Regions from separate parts of the Sus scrofa genome. Here region 1 is linked to region 2. Evidence: chromatin contacts called from public HiChIP or PLAC-seq data. All regions are on one chromosome and are shown on one strand. The core of a region is the stretch at or near the end of the contact, and the rest is flanking DNA. Distances in the headings are between cores, read along the strand shown. Region 1 overlaps POLR2B (DNA-directed RNA polymerase II subunit RPB2). Region 2 holds the start of POLR2B (DNA-directed RNA polymerase II subunit RPB2).

Evidence for each region. HiChIP or PLAC-seq counts read pairs in DNA pulled down with a chosen protein or histone mark.
Region 1: an H3K27ac HiChIP or PLAC-seq map of skeletal muscle shows a contact between it and region 2. The contact joins the enhancer-like site here to the promoter of POLR2B in region 2. A contact is called at or near these places in 5 of 47 Hi-C or Micro-C datasets (adipocytes, epiblast stem cells, fetal heart ventricle and 2 more) and 1 of 2 datasets of contacts at active chromatin or transcription factors (skeletal muscle).

The regions. Positions count from the first base shown.
Region 1 is chr8:56,281,004-56,287,862 of Sscrofa11.1, reverse strand. It overlaps POLR2B (DNA-directed RNA polymerase II subunit RPB2), which reads right to left. Exons shown (of 25, transcript XM_003129037.5): 24 at 5,391-5,586; 25 at 4,496-4,947. The coding sequence ends at 4,858. IGFBP7 (insulin like growth factor binding protein 7) reads left to right here. Exons shown (of 5, transcript NM_001163801.1): 3 at 2,496-2,612; 4 at 3,425-3,551; 5 at 4,524-4,774. The coding sequence ends at 4,543. Among named protein-coding and RNA genes, the nearest start is that of POLR2B, 52 kb to the right of the region's middle. Within about 2 kb of position 4,187, at least 11 of the 83 cell types and tissues checked have an H3K27ac peak or open chromatin away from gene starts, as enhancers often do. A contact at or near this core is called in skeletal muscle, where this site is marked.
Region 2 is chr8:56,229,178-56,235,829 of Sscrofa11.1, reverse strand. It overlaps POLR2B (DNA-directed RNA polymerase II subunit RPB2), which reads right to left and starts at 3,100. Exons shown (of 25, transcript XM_003129037.5): 1 at 2,945-3,100. The coding sequence starts at 2,963. It overlaps LOC100621115 (nitric oxide-associated protein 1-like), which reads left to right and starts at 3,648. Exons shown (of 7, transcript XR_002346682.1): 1 at 3,648-5,283; 2 at 6,180-6,344. It also overlaps the pseudogene LOC100620901.

The sequences.
Region 1 (6,859 bases), core at 2,938-5,437, 51 kb before region 2:
AGGGTTTTCATGACCTCCAAGGATATTCTTTTTTTTTTTTTTATAGCTCTTATTCCTCCCCAGCTGTGTACAGACACCCAGTCCATGTGCAGGGTGAGGTGGGAACACATGCAGAGGGATCTGAAACTGCTTTTCTCTGATACTTCCTGTGCTTCCCTCCAGTTCTGTTTCTCCGGGGCCACGTAAGAGGCCGTGTGGATGGGCCGTAATTATTAAACCAGCCCCGTGGTCTGTTTCCAGTTTTTCATCACCTTAAACATCTGAGCATCCATGTCCTTCCTGCAGCTGGCTCTTCTTTTCCTATAGGATGATTGCCCCTAAAGATAAATGACTAGGTCAAAAGATTTAATTTTAGTCTTAATTAAAAACTTAGTCACTGTCAAATGACTTTCTGAAGGGACGGTAGCAGTTGACAGTGTCCCCAGCAATACATGGATGCCATGTCCCTGTGTCTGTGCCCACTCTTTAGTGTTAGCAGATGGGCACAGGTGTCACCTCCGCATTGCTCAGTGTCCTGACTCCATTTCGGATTTTTGGATTTTCTCTGCTGTGAATCACGTGTCCACAGCCTTTGGTGCAGCAGCAGCAGGATTCAGGAAGGTCTGGCTGCAGCTGAAGCACAACCAGAGGATGCTGAGGTGACCCCTGCACCTCACTGACTGTCCCCCTAGTTGAGTGTCTGTGGTGAGCAGTGACTTCTAGTTTTTTCTGTCCTGTAAACTTCTAGGGTTCAATCATTGAGGTAGTTCCAACCCCCTGCACATCTGTAACAGCTGAGAAACCACTTGTCTCAGCCCAGCCTGCATCTTTTTTCCAAATCTGAAAATGTATTTGTCAACAAACTCCTGGAGTTCCCTGGTGGCACAATGGTTAAGGACCTGGCATTGTCACTGCTGTGGCTCAGGTTCAGTCCCTGGCCAGGAAACTTCCGAATGCTGCGTGCACAGCTAAAAACAATAACAAACTCCCTTTACATAAGTAAGGCAGTGTAACAGTTTGCCACATAAAAACTTGCCATGTATAAATTCTTTGCACTACTTTCTGTATGTTTTCTATGTGGTAAAGATGAAAAGGAACCTATTTGAGACTGTAAATCCTTTTTCCTAATTACAAAGGTAGTATCAATAAACACCAACCTAACCCTTAAAGTCAGCCTCAGATGACAAACAGTGCTACATGTAGTCTATTTTTTTTTTTCTTTTCTTTTCTTTATAGGGCCACACTTGCAGCATATGGAGGTTCCCAGGCTCTGGGTGGAATCAGAGCTGCAGCCGCCAGCCTACACCACAGCCACAGCAAGGAAGGATCCAAGCCACGTACAGCTTACAGCAACACCGAAGCCTTAACCCGCTAAGCGAGGCCAAGGCTCGAACCTGTATCCTCATGGATACTAGTCAGGTTCTCAACCCACTGAGCCACCAGGTGAATTCCTGTATATTTTTTGACATACGTATTTTTTTAAACTCAGTATCACAAAAGCCTTAAAATATTTATATTCTGTGACTCAGCAGCTCTATTTCTAGAAATTTATACTGAATATATCTATGTATAGAGGATAAATTTTATTCTTCTGTGAAGTTTTATGTATTTTCCTAAGTTTACATAATGAACATACTTTGCTTTCTTAAATGGGGGAGGCAGTATTCAGTATTGGCCTCAAGTGAGGGAAAGTGAGTTTCTTCTTCCTTCGTCTTTCTCAATCTTATCATGACAGGCACAGGCAGCAGGTTTTTTGTCCTAAGGGAATGACAGCAGCATGTACCTGACATGCTTTTTTTGTTAGTTTTTTAGGGCTGTATCTGAGGCATATTTAAGTTCCCAGGCTAGGGGTCCAATCAGAGCTGTAGCTGCTGGCCTACACCACAGCCACACTGATCTGAGCCATGTCTACGACCTACACCGCAGCTCACAGCAATGCCGAATCCTTAACCCACTGAGAGAGGCCGGGGATCCAACCTGTGTCCTCATGGATCCTAGTTGGGTTCATTACTGGTAGCCACAACAGGAAGTCCTTGCAGGTGCTTTTGCTCTCCCATCTTTGGTAAATCATTTGATGAATCCTTAGCCCTCAGAACAAAGTAATGGTATTGGCTTTGGACTTAACCTGTTATTTCCCAGTGATGAGATTGCAGGAAGAGCCCAGGGGTTGGGCTCCTACCCCAGGTCCCAAGGGTCAGTTTGTCAAATGTGGCGAATGGCAGCAGGCCCAGCATTACCAGGGCATGAGGGGATGGTGGTGGCCAGTGGCAGAAAAAGTAGAACCATTTGTAATTCCCCAGCATGCAGAAAAATACATTAATTCTAAATATCTAAGCTTAGCGGTAAACTAACAGGAAGAGATGATATAGATTTCACGTAAGTGCTCAGGAAAGGGTCACGTGGCACTCACTAGGTTTAATCCCACTAAAAAGTCTGACAGCTTCCCTGGGCCACATCCACGCTGATGCTCAGTGAAGAGAACTCACACTGTTTCTTTCCTCCCTTTTTCTTTGCAGGTACAAAGGGGTCACTATGGAGTTCAAAGGACGGAACTCTTGCCTGGTGACCGAGATAACCTGGCCATTCAGACGCGGGGTGGCCCAGAAAAGCATGAAGTGACGGGCTGGGTGCTGGTGAGTAGCAGGGCTACGGGGAGAGATGGGCAAGCTGGCAGCGGGGCCTGGAGCACTGCCAGGTGCCCATCCTGCCTGCCCAGCAGGCCATAGAGCTGTGGCTCCTCTTTCACAGGAAACTTGAAACACAAGAACAGCTGGGTTTACCGGGTGTTTTGGAGACAACTGAAAAATAAACAAGAACCCAATTTTTTTCCCCCCAAGTGAATCCTCACAGAGAACAAACTATTATCTTAGTTATTAATAGTTACTTTATTTTACTTGATCTTTGATGGTCAGGGACCCACAAGGGAGCACACAGACCATGCCCACCAGGTCTCCCTCAAACTGCAGTGTGACCTGGGCTTGTCCCCAACTGTCCCTCAGACCAAATGTGGTAGCTGTAAATAATCCTCCGAACACAGGGCCTTCATTGTTTCTAGCAGCATCTTTGCCATGAAGCCCCTGGTCTTATCAGGAAACTTAGGAAATAATGACCTAACTGAAGGCACTGGAAAAAAGATGACTGCCATGGAGAAAGTAAAATTCCCTTTTCAGTGCTGTACCCGCGACATATGGAGGTTCCCCGGCTAGGGGTCAAATTGGAGCTGTAGCCGCCAGCCTACACCACAGCCACAGCAACTTGGGATCCCAGCCGCATTAGTGACCTACACTAGGTTTAATCCCACTAAAAAGTCTGACAGCTCAGGGCAGCGCTGGATCCTTAACCCACTGAGTCAAGCTAAGGATCAAACCTGCATCCTCGGGGGTGCTGGTGTGGTTCTCAACCTGCTGAGCCCCAGTGGGAACTCTAAAGACCCTTTTCCTTCCAGATATCTCCTCTTAGTAAGGAAGACGCTGGAGAGTATGAGTGCCATGCAGCTAACTCCCAAGGACAGGCTTCAGCATCAGCAAAAATTACAGTGGTTGACACTTTACATGAGATACCAGTGAAAAAAGGTAGGTAGTAAGCCTCATAGCTATTTCAAAATGACTAGTGCTTTTGATAACGGAACCAAGCATGGAAGTGCCAGAGTAACTCTTACTGGCATTCCGTGCTGTTCAGTATCCACACAGGAAGGGCATCAAGTATCTACGCAGGAGGACAGTGGGTGGCTCCCGAAGAACAGTCCGTGTTGGATGGAAATACTGTTGTTAGGACTTTAGTGCTTTCGTTGTTATCTTAATAAGAGTTGAAACTCAAACCCGATTTGGCTTATATTTCCCAGAACTTTCTATTTTCATGGCATTTTTCTTAGTGTTGTGACTATTAAATTCCCATTTAAAAGGAAATTATCATAGGCAATTCTGGTCCTTCACTTTAAGCTTTTCTCTGAGAAAAAAAAAAAGAGTGTGTTAGCCAGCACCCAAGCCTTGCCACGTCTGTCACGCCCGTCACAGGCCTCCTCAGGCACCCATCCTGGGGAGGCCAGAGCAACGCTGCTCTACATTTAATGGTCCTCTTAGATCGAGGACTGAACTGGTTTTAAGCCAAAAATGAGAACACAGCTTCCTGTCAGCCTGTGCCAAAGCCCCGCCAGGGCTGGGTCAGCTAGCCATGGTGTGACAGGAAGAAACAGGGCAGCCGCCGAGAGGCACGTGTGAAGTCTCAGCTCTGCCACTTGGGAGTCTGCCTGTGAACCAGTTTCAAAGGAGGGCCCTGAGCCTCTGGACCTCACCCGCCTCGTTTGTCAACCTGCTTCTCTCAGTTCTGTGAGGAAGCCACTTACAGAGGCCAGGGTCACCATCCAGCATCCTACAGAGCTCCAATTCCAGAGATTCCACAGGGCCAGCTACAGTCTCATCTCTTAGCCCTACATTTCAACATCTTCATTTATTTGGAAACACTAAACTTTCTCAGAATTAAAGTCAACCATGTTCACACATGTAAACTAATTCTTACCTTTTTTTTTTTCTTTTTTTTTTAAACAGGTGAAGGTGCTGAGCTGTAAACCTGCAGAGTATATTAGTCTGCGTAGCTAATAGTCATGGATAACTACAGCCCTGGTTCTCACCTAATAACCAGCTTCTTTTCATGCAGTACACTAACACTTTAGTTATATTCAGTGGTTTTTACACAGTGAAATATGAAATAAAGGTAACACATCAAGACTATCTACAAAAGCTGTATTTACAGAAAAGCATGCTTATCATGAAACAAAACAAATAAAATGCTTTTTCTCACAATACAGTACATTTTCATTAATTAAAAAAAAAAAATTTAAAGCCATATCATAGAAACAAGACACACAGAGTTGTAAGAGAGCTAAACACTCATCATCCGAGGTGCAATACTCATGGACATGAGCTCCTGAAACAGCAGCTTGCAGGCATACGGCATCCGCACCAGCGAGATCTAGGGTAGAGAGAAGGCCATTAGCGAGGACAGACAGCAGCGCCCTCATGGCCCTTAACCCACTCGCTTAGGTTGTGAGTGCGTGACTGGTGCCAGCACTCAGCCTATGACCTTGGCCTCTGGTGGTTCCCTCTCTTAACTGGCTTCGGTATTTCACTCTTTCTGCTAGACCTAATTTATATTCACCTTCATGATTTAAAGTTCCTTCTACAAGTCCTTATTACTTCCAAAAGATGAACAGCCAAGAGGAATTCTAAGGTAAAACTTACACTGGTTTTTTGAAAAACCTAATTGTTACCTTTTCCCTCATTTCAAACTAGGAATCTGACAGAAGCTTGCTGTCAAAACTGCCCATCTGTTCCATCCCACTAAATCTGCCCACATGGTCAGACCAGCAGGGTCCCATCCTGAACAAGAGCACCTGCCCGTGAGGTCTAGCGCACCTGAGTCTTATTCCGGCAGCCTCTGCATTCATACGTATGGGTCCGGGTGTTAGCGATCGCCATTATGCCACACAGGTTGCAGACATGAACCTGATAAGGATCTGATGCCTCAAATAGTCTTTCCCTTAAAAACTGGGCTGCTCCATGGGCAATCTGACAGTCTCGTTCCATTTCTCCAAAACGCAGGCCACCGTCACTGTTAAGAGAAAAACAGCTGACTATTTTGTGCTTATTTTCTATTATCAATGCTACTTTGACTAACGGCAAAAATAAAGAACACTGTTTAGGAAAGGAGATTTGGACTCTAATTTTTATACGCCCACATTCTCACTACATGGTGAGGAGCTTGAGAAGTCTACCAGCTATTTGACGTATAGTAGAAGGTCCCCAGAGTACACACATTAGATTCAAGTATAACACATAATTTTCCTCATAAAATACAATCGAGTACAGACTAGAGACTCATCATACTATCATTGAACTTAACAGAATTCAATCTAAGGAAAGCATCTTCTCCAAGAATAAGTCACCCAGGCAGTCAAGCATGAAATGAGAAATGCATGTTGGCAAAGGTAATGGAAAGAACAGGTAAAGAGTCAACAGTTTGCCCAGCAGAGAGTGAAATGAAACGCATTGTTCAGGTGGCCACACAAGTGAATTGTGATGGCATCCTTAATATTCTTACTACAAAGAACAAGATTGATGAGCTGCTTGGTGGTATTACCAAAAACAAAACAATTGGTCAACTTTGGAGGATTCTAGGCAACCAACTTGTCATTCTGAAAAGTAAATAAAAGGAAGGAATCACACATTTATCTGCCTTTCCCCTGTATGAGCTACGTCACTAGGGAACCAGCTGAGGAAACAGACTTTTTCCCTATGAAAGTATTGGAGCTAATAAATGAATAAAATTGGAGATCTCTTCAGTTTGCAATTAATTGTTTTAAGTAATGATCATTAATAGTTGCTAAAGTCATAAAAGACAACCAGCTGTTCAGAGTATACAGTACACTGCTGCCTCTGAAGTGTTCATGTGAAGGAACACAAACCCTTCATCTCATCAAGATTTGATGAGCTAAATTTACAAGGAAAATAGAACACACAATCCAGGAGTACAATCAACAAAATCCAGATGTGAGAAACCCTCTAGGACAAACAACCCAGTTAATTCAACAAACAGCAAGGATGTTGGAGGGTAACCTATGGATTAGAAAGAAAATTCAAGAGACAGGTCAATCAATTGCAAGGCATGGACCTTACCTGTAGCCTAATTAAAACCAACAAACCTATTTTAAAGTATGCAATCATCAAGGAAATCAACACCAGATATCTAGTAATATTAAAGAGGCACTGTGATTAGTTTTTATAAGGTCCCTATATCTTGGAAAGCAAGGGTTCTCAAAGTATGGTGCGTAGCCCCCAGGAGGATGAAAACTATTTTTATAATACCAACAACATGACTGCCTCTT
Region 2 (6,652 bases), core at 1,851-4,350:
TATAATGGACATTTGTCTTTTAATGTTTTTCCAATGTTTTAAAATAAAACATTTTGTCTTTTTAGCTAATTGCGCTTTTGGCATATGCTAAAGAATTATTAAAGTAATGCTTTGTAATCATGTGGTTAGAATTTGTAAGTATATATTTTGCATACTACTTTTGAAAATAAAATAGACCATCCTTTGTGCTGTAGACAGTTCTTTATTTGTTCATAAGGAACGGGGGTAAAGAAAGAATAAAGGAAATTTCTATCCATATTAAAAAAAATTAAAAATAAATAAACAAGTTACTATGAGTCCAGAACCATTAACCAGTGGTTGAGAGAATGTAGAGTTTACAAGAAGGCAGGCTGAAGGCAGGCTGTTAAGAAACACCCCTTTAGGGAGTTCCCGTTGTGGCTCAGTGGTTAACAATCCAACTAGGAACCATGAGGTTTTGGGTTCGATCCCTGGCCTTGCTCAATGGGTTGAGGATCCGGCATTGCCATGGTGTAGGTTTCAGACATGGATCAGATCCCGTGTTACTGTGGCTGTGGTGTAGGTCGGCAGCTACAGCTCCAATTCAAGCCCTAGCCTGGGAATCTCCATATGCCTTGGGAGCAGCCCAAGAATGGCAAAAAGAAAAAAAAAAAAAAAAAAAAAAAAAAAAAAAACAGCAAAAAAACCCCAAAACCCTTTAGAGTCATGTGAAGGAAAGGGAATCTGTGAGGGAGACATTTGGTCATTCGTCCACTCATCAGACACTCATTGACTATGACTGTTTCCTATGTCCCAGGCATTGGAGGCATCACCTTCAACAAGACAAAGCATGGCTGTGTCCCCAAAAACTGTCACTTACTAGGGAGGTAAAGACAACATAAAGTCAATTAAGAGGAAGAACAAAGTAATATGGGCAGTCCCAAACAGGACCTAAGGAGGTTAGGAGAGACCTCACGTGTGACTAAACAGGAGTAAACCAGGCAGAAGGAGAGAGTGGGTGTGGGACGGGAGGAGAAAGAAGTACTCCAAACAGAAAAGACGTGCACACAAAACTCCACAGTGAAAGACATTCAAGGAATAAAAGGCCAATGTAGCCAAAGCACAAAATCTGGCATTAGAGAGTAATAAAAGTGTTTAAGATGCTGGCTATGTACTGATATGAAAATCCTCTAGCATATATATCAAAATTTTATAAGTGCAGGGACTTTTTGTTGTGGCTCATCAGGTTAAGGACCTGACACTGTGTTGTCACTGCTGTGGCAGAGGTCTGATCCCTGGCATAGGAACTTCTGCATGTCACACGTGCAGTCAAAAAAAAGCGCAGAAAATTGTGAATGTTACTTTTTAATTGTAAAAAGGGAAGAAGAGAATCCCTTCTCTATTTGCCTGCAAATGCATAAAGCATCTAGAGACAAAAATCTAAACAAACCAGTTAGCTACTGTGAGGAAAGCTTACAAGGGACAGACACTGGACAAGAATAAGACCTTAATTAACATTTTTGAGAAATGAGAACATATTACCTACTCAAAAAATTAAGCTAATGGAGTCCCCTGGTGGCCCAGGGTATTAAGAATCCTATGTTGTCACTGAAGTGGCTCTAGTTACTGCTGTGGCACAGGTTAGATCCCTGGCCCAGGAACTTGCACATGCCTTGGGCTGGCCAGGAAAAAAAAAAAAATTTAGCTAAAAACACTTTTCTGAGGAGTTCCCATCATGGCTCAATGGGTTAAGAACCCAACAGAGCAGCTGTGAGTTCAATGCCTGGCCATCGAGGATCCAGCACTGCCAGAAGCTGTGGCATAGGTTGCAAATGCAGCTAGGATCTGGCATTGTTGTGCTGTAGGCCAGCAGCTGCAACTCAATTCAACCCCAGCCCAGGGAACTTCCATATGCCACAGCTTCGGTCCTAAAAAGAAAAAGGTATATATTTTTCGGAATTTTTTTTCTGAGATAGCAGTTAAGAAAAAAGAATACAATGATGCTAATAAATTTCTAAATGCAGAATAAAAATGAAACAGAAGCTTAAACGGTAGAGTTTAATTTTTTGCTTCAACTTTCTCTGAGGGAATAAGGAGAAATATGAGGAGTGTCAACGAGATTGGGAGCTAGAAGAAAATGAAGTTTGAAACAATAGCTGTGGAGAATGGAAGAGGAAGCATTAGAGGAGTTCCCACCGTAGCCTAACGAATTGGAGGCGTCTTGGGAGCACTGGAACACAGGTTGGATCCCCAGTCCAGCACAGTGAATTAAAGATCCAATGTTTCCACAGGCGTGGCTTAGTTCGTTAGCTGCAGCTTGGATCTGAGCCCTGGCCTGGGTACTCCAAATGCCGTGGGGCCGCCAAAAAAGAGAGAAAAAAATACATATATGTACATACACACATACATATAACGAAAAAGCGGTACACACTAAAGATGCTATATGTAAAAAGAAAATGAGTATATATTAGCCCTGTTGAGTAAAAAAGTCATCTCTCAAGATAATTTACTTAAGCGGAAAGCAGAGTGAAGGACGCCAAACAAGCCCAATCCCCCCTCCCACCCTGTATTCTCTGCACCGGCTGTATTTGCAGAGCCTAGCACATCGCCCAGCACAAGCTGACGTTCAAACATTCGACTATTCAATAAATCCACTATCTCTGACGTTAAGGGAAGTCGAGGAGCCCTTTGCTTCAGATGAACCCCAAACACCGGTACTGGTCGCAGAAGCCGCCTGCTATTTCAATACGGACGGATGGGGGTGTCACTTTTCCAGAAGCAGCCAGTGGAGACAACAAACGTTATAAATGCTGCGCTCCCCGCCGGTCCACCCTCCTAGTTCGTCCCCGGCCCGGGGATGGAGGGGAAAACGCCTGGGGACCCCGCGCGGCGGGCGGGGAAGAAGGCCTCAAACCCTCGACTCGCCCGGCTCCCACGTTTCCCCCCTCCGACGGTTCGCCGCGCAGTGTTCTAAAGGGTCACCTACCCTCGTCCGCGTCATACATGTTGGCACACGACCCCGGAGCTCCCAATCCTCGAAGTGAAACGCAGGACACCGCCAGCAGCCACCGCCAGCAGGCTCCCCCCGGCCGCAGCGCCAGGCAAAGTGATTTCCGTTTCCGGCGCTCCCAGAATATCCTGCGGCTCCCGCGAAACCCCGCCCACAAAGAAGCCGCCGTAAGGTTTGCGCCTGCGCGAAAGTAGGCTAAGGCCTGCGAAAGGTTAGTGCTACACATGCGCAGTTTGGGGGTTGACTCTTCTGTGGCTGCCCCGCGGGGCCGCGTCACAGCTACCGAATGAAGTCTTGTTTTGCAATGTTGTTGCACAAATAGTAGCCCCTGGAGACAATAAGATTTGTTAATAAAAGGATGTAGTTGTGCTTTATTTTTTCAGTTGCAAAAACTTTAAAAAAAGTTTTGAAAAATGACTACTCTGTACATCAACTATACCTCAGCTTTGTTAAAGTTTAAAAAGTGCGATTTCTGGAGTTCCCGTCGTGGCTCAGTGGTTAACGAATCTGACTAGGAACCATGAGGTTGCAGGTTCGATCCCTGGCCTCGCTCATTGGGTTAAGGATCCAGCATTGTCGTGAGCTGTGGTGTAGGTCCCAGACGCGGCTCGGATCTGGCGTTGCTGTGGCCCTGGCGTAGGCCGGCAGCTACAGCTCCGATTCAACCCCTAGCCTGGGAACCTAATGGTAAAAAGACCAAAAAAAAAAAAAAAAAAAAGTGCGATTTCTGAGCTGCAGGCAGCAGCCGAAGCCCGACCAAAGCCTCACTCGCTGGCTGACCTAGCCAACCCCGCCGAGCCCGGACCTCCCGTGCCTTTAGCTCCGCCTTAGGTGGGTTCTCGGGCCTCAGCGGCTTCATCGCGAGATCTCACGAGATGCGATCGGGAGGAGGAGCCGAAGGGCGACGCTGACCAATGACAGCTCTCTGGTCGTCCCAGGCTTTTTCCGGTTTACCAAGCAGCTGGGGCCGCAGTGCGCGTGCAAACCCGTGGCCTGCGCTTGGCCCGCGCCCACGTGCCCATGCCGCCCGCGCGCCTCGCTCCTAGGCTGCTGTGCGGCCTCCTGCGAGGTGGCTCTCCCACGGCCAGGCGCCTTGGTCTCCGGGACGCGCTCCTGGCAAACCGGTGGCCCGCCCCTGGCCCGCGCCCGCGTTTCCATGCTGCCCACGCGCCTCGCTCCTAGGCTGCTGTGCGGCTTCCTGCAGGGAGCCTCTCCCACGGCCGCGCGCCTTGGTCTCCAGGACGCGCTCCTGGAGAGGAGATGTGCGGCCAGCCTTTCATCCCAGCGCCCGTGGGCCCTGGGCCGGGGGCGTTCTCGGTACCGGACTGCGACTGGGGGCAGCGAAGGAAGGGCCGACCTAGAGGAGAGTTTTCTGTTCCCCGAGTACATCCCGGAGCCGGAGCCCGCACCGACCCTCCAAGACCAGCTACGAGAGGTGCAGCAGCGGCAAGAAGAGAACGAACGACAGATGCAGCAGCGGCGGGAGGAGCGGCGCCAGCAGAAGCTCCGGGCCGCTCGGCGGGTGCAGCGGGCGCAGCCGGTCGTGGGGCACCCGGACCCGACGGTGGCACCCAGCGGCCTGAACTGTTCGGGATGCGGGGCGGAGCTGCACTGCCAGGACCCCGGCGTGCCCGGCTACCTGCCCAGCGAGAAGTTCCTCCGCGCGGCGGCGCAGGCGGACGGCGGGCTGGCGAGGACGGTGTGCCAGCGCTGCTGGTTGCTGGTGCACCACCGGCGCGCCCTACGCCTGCAGGTGAGTCCCGAGAAGTACCTGGAGCTCGTGAGCGCCGCGCTGCGGCGGCCCGAGCCCGCCCTGGTGTTATACATGGTGGACCTGCTGGATCTGCCCGACGCCCTGCTGCGCCACCTGCCCGCGCTCGTGGGCCCCAAGCAGCTGATCGTGCTGGGGAACAAGGTGGACCTGCTGCCCCAGGACGCCCCCGGATACCGGCAGCGCATCCGGGAGCGACTGTGGGACGACTGTGCCCGCGTCGGGCTCCTGCCGCCCCCTGGCTCCCGGAGGTCCCAACACCCCGGCCGGAAGCAGCCGCGGGACCAGGCGGAGAAGGCGAACCACTCGGCCAAGTCCCGCGCGGTGCTTAGGGACGTGCGGCTCATCAGCGCCAAGACTGGCTACGGAGTCGAAGAGTTGATCTCCGCGCTCCAGCGCTCCTGGCGCTACCGCGGCGACGTCTACCTGGTTGGCGCCACCAACGCTGGCAAGTCCACCCTCTTCAACACGCTCCTGGAGTCCGATTACTGCATCGCCAAGGGCGCTGAGGCTATCGACAGGGCCACCATCTCCGCTTGGCCTGGTGAGACTTAGGGCGCCGCCCACCCCCTTGGTTTTCCGAAAAGCGAGAGGTCTGATGGTGGTTAAGCACTTAGCACTCCTTCCTTCATGTCCACCAGAGGCTGGAGCCTCCCCTTTAAACCTCCCCTACCTACTTGGGTCCTATTTCTCTTCCCTGTCAGCTTAGCGCTTGGAAATTCGGTATATGTTGCACTAACTTTCCAACAAACATAGGGGAGTACGTCTGTGGTCTGGTCTCTCTGTAGACCAACCCGAAGACAACGCCCCGTGTACTCCCGGAGGTTTCCCTCGTAGCTTTAGTTCTTTGTATGTTGCTCTGTTTAATCCTTTTACTTTCTAAACCTCCCTCCTCTGCTCCGGTCTTGCTTGAGTTTATTCAGGAGATCTGTACACTGTGCACATTTAATATCTGAATAATTCACTAATGCAACGTGATGTGTGGCTTTGTTGAGGAAAATGTCAACTGTGTGATTTGGGGGAGATGTCTGTAGTCCTTGCAAAATGGATCCTTGTGTGACCCTGTTTGTATCTAGCAGTTGGCAAAATGAACTACTTGTTACTTTGAAACTAGGATTTAACTTTGCTTGATAAGCTGTACTTCTCTATCCTGTACGCTGGTTGATTGATACACAGAAGTACTTTTACACTAGTTAGTAGAATGTAGAAGATGGAAAAAGATTAGGCCTGTAGATGTGGGATTCAAATCCTGGCTGATCCTGTTAGCCAATCTCTGAGCCTGCTTTCTCATATGTAAAGTAAAGATAATTTTGGAGAGGGTTGTCATGAAAATGAATAGAAGTAATCACAGTACACAAGGTGGGGTACACCCTCATAAATTGTTTCTTCTGTTTTCTTGTATGATGTTTATAACAACATATTTATTCTTTGCTGTTTCAGGTACTACATTAAACCTTCTAAAGTTTCCTATTTGCAACCCAACTCCTTACAGAATGTTTCAAAGGCAAAAAAGGCTTAAAAGAGATGCAGTTGAAGCAGAAGAAGATCTTAGTCAGCAAGAACAAAATCAACTTAATCTCTTAAAAAAGCATGGTTATGTAGTAGGTAAGCATATTCTATAGGGAAACTCTTGTTGGGTCCATATTAAATTTTTTTGTTGAACAGCCTGAACTACTGCTCTCTGTGACTGGCCACGTTTGTGGGGAGAGACCACTTGCTCATTTCAGAATGCAGAGGCCCTTTAGAGGCAAGGCTACTCTTTGGAAAATCAAGATAGTACGTGCTTGGAGAAATCCAGTAAAGACCTGGCCATTGTTAGTAGTAGAGGCATTTCCCCTCAAATCTGGCCCCACCTTGCAGACTGGTACAGGCTGTTGAGCTGTGGCGGCTTTAACTGCATTATCACCTTCTCC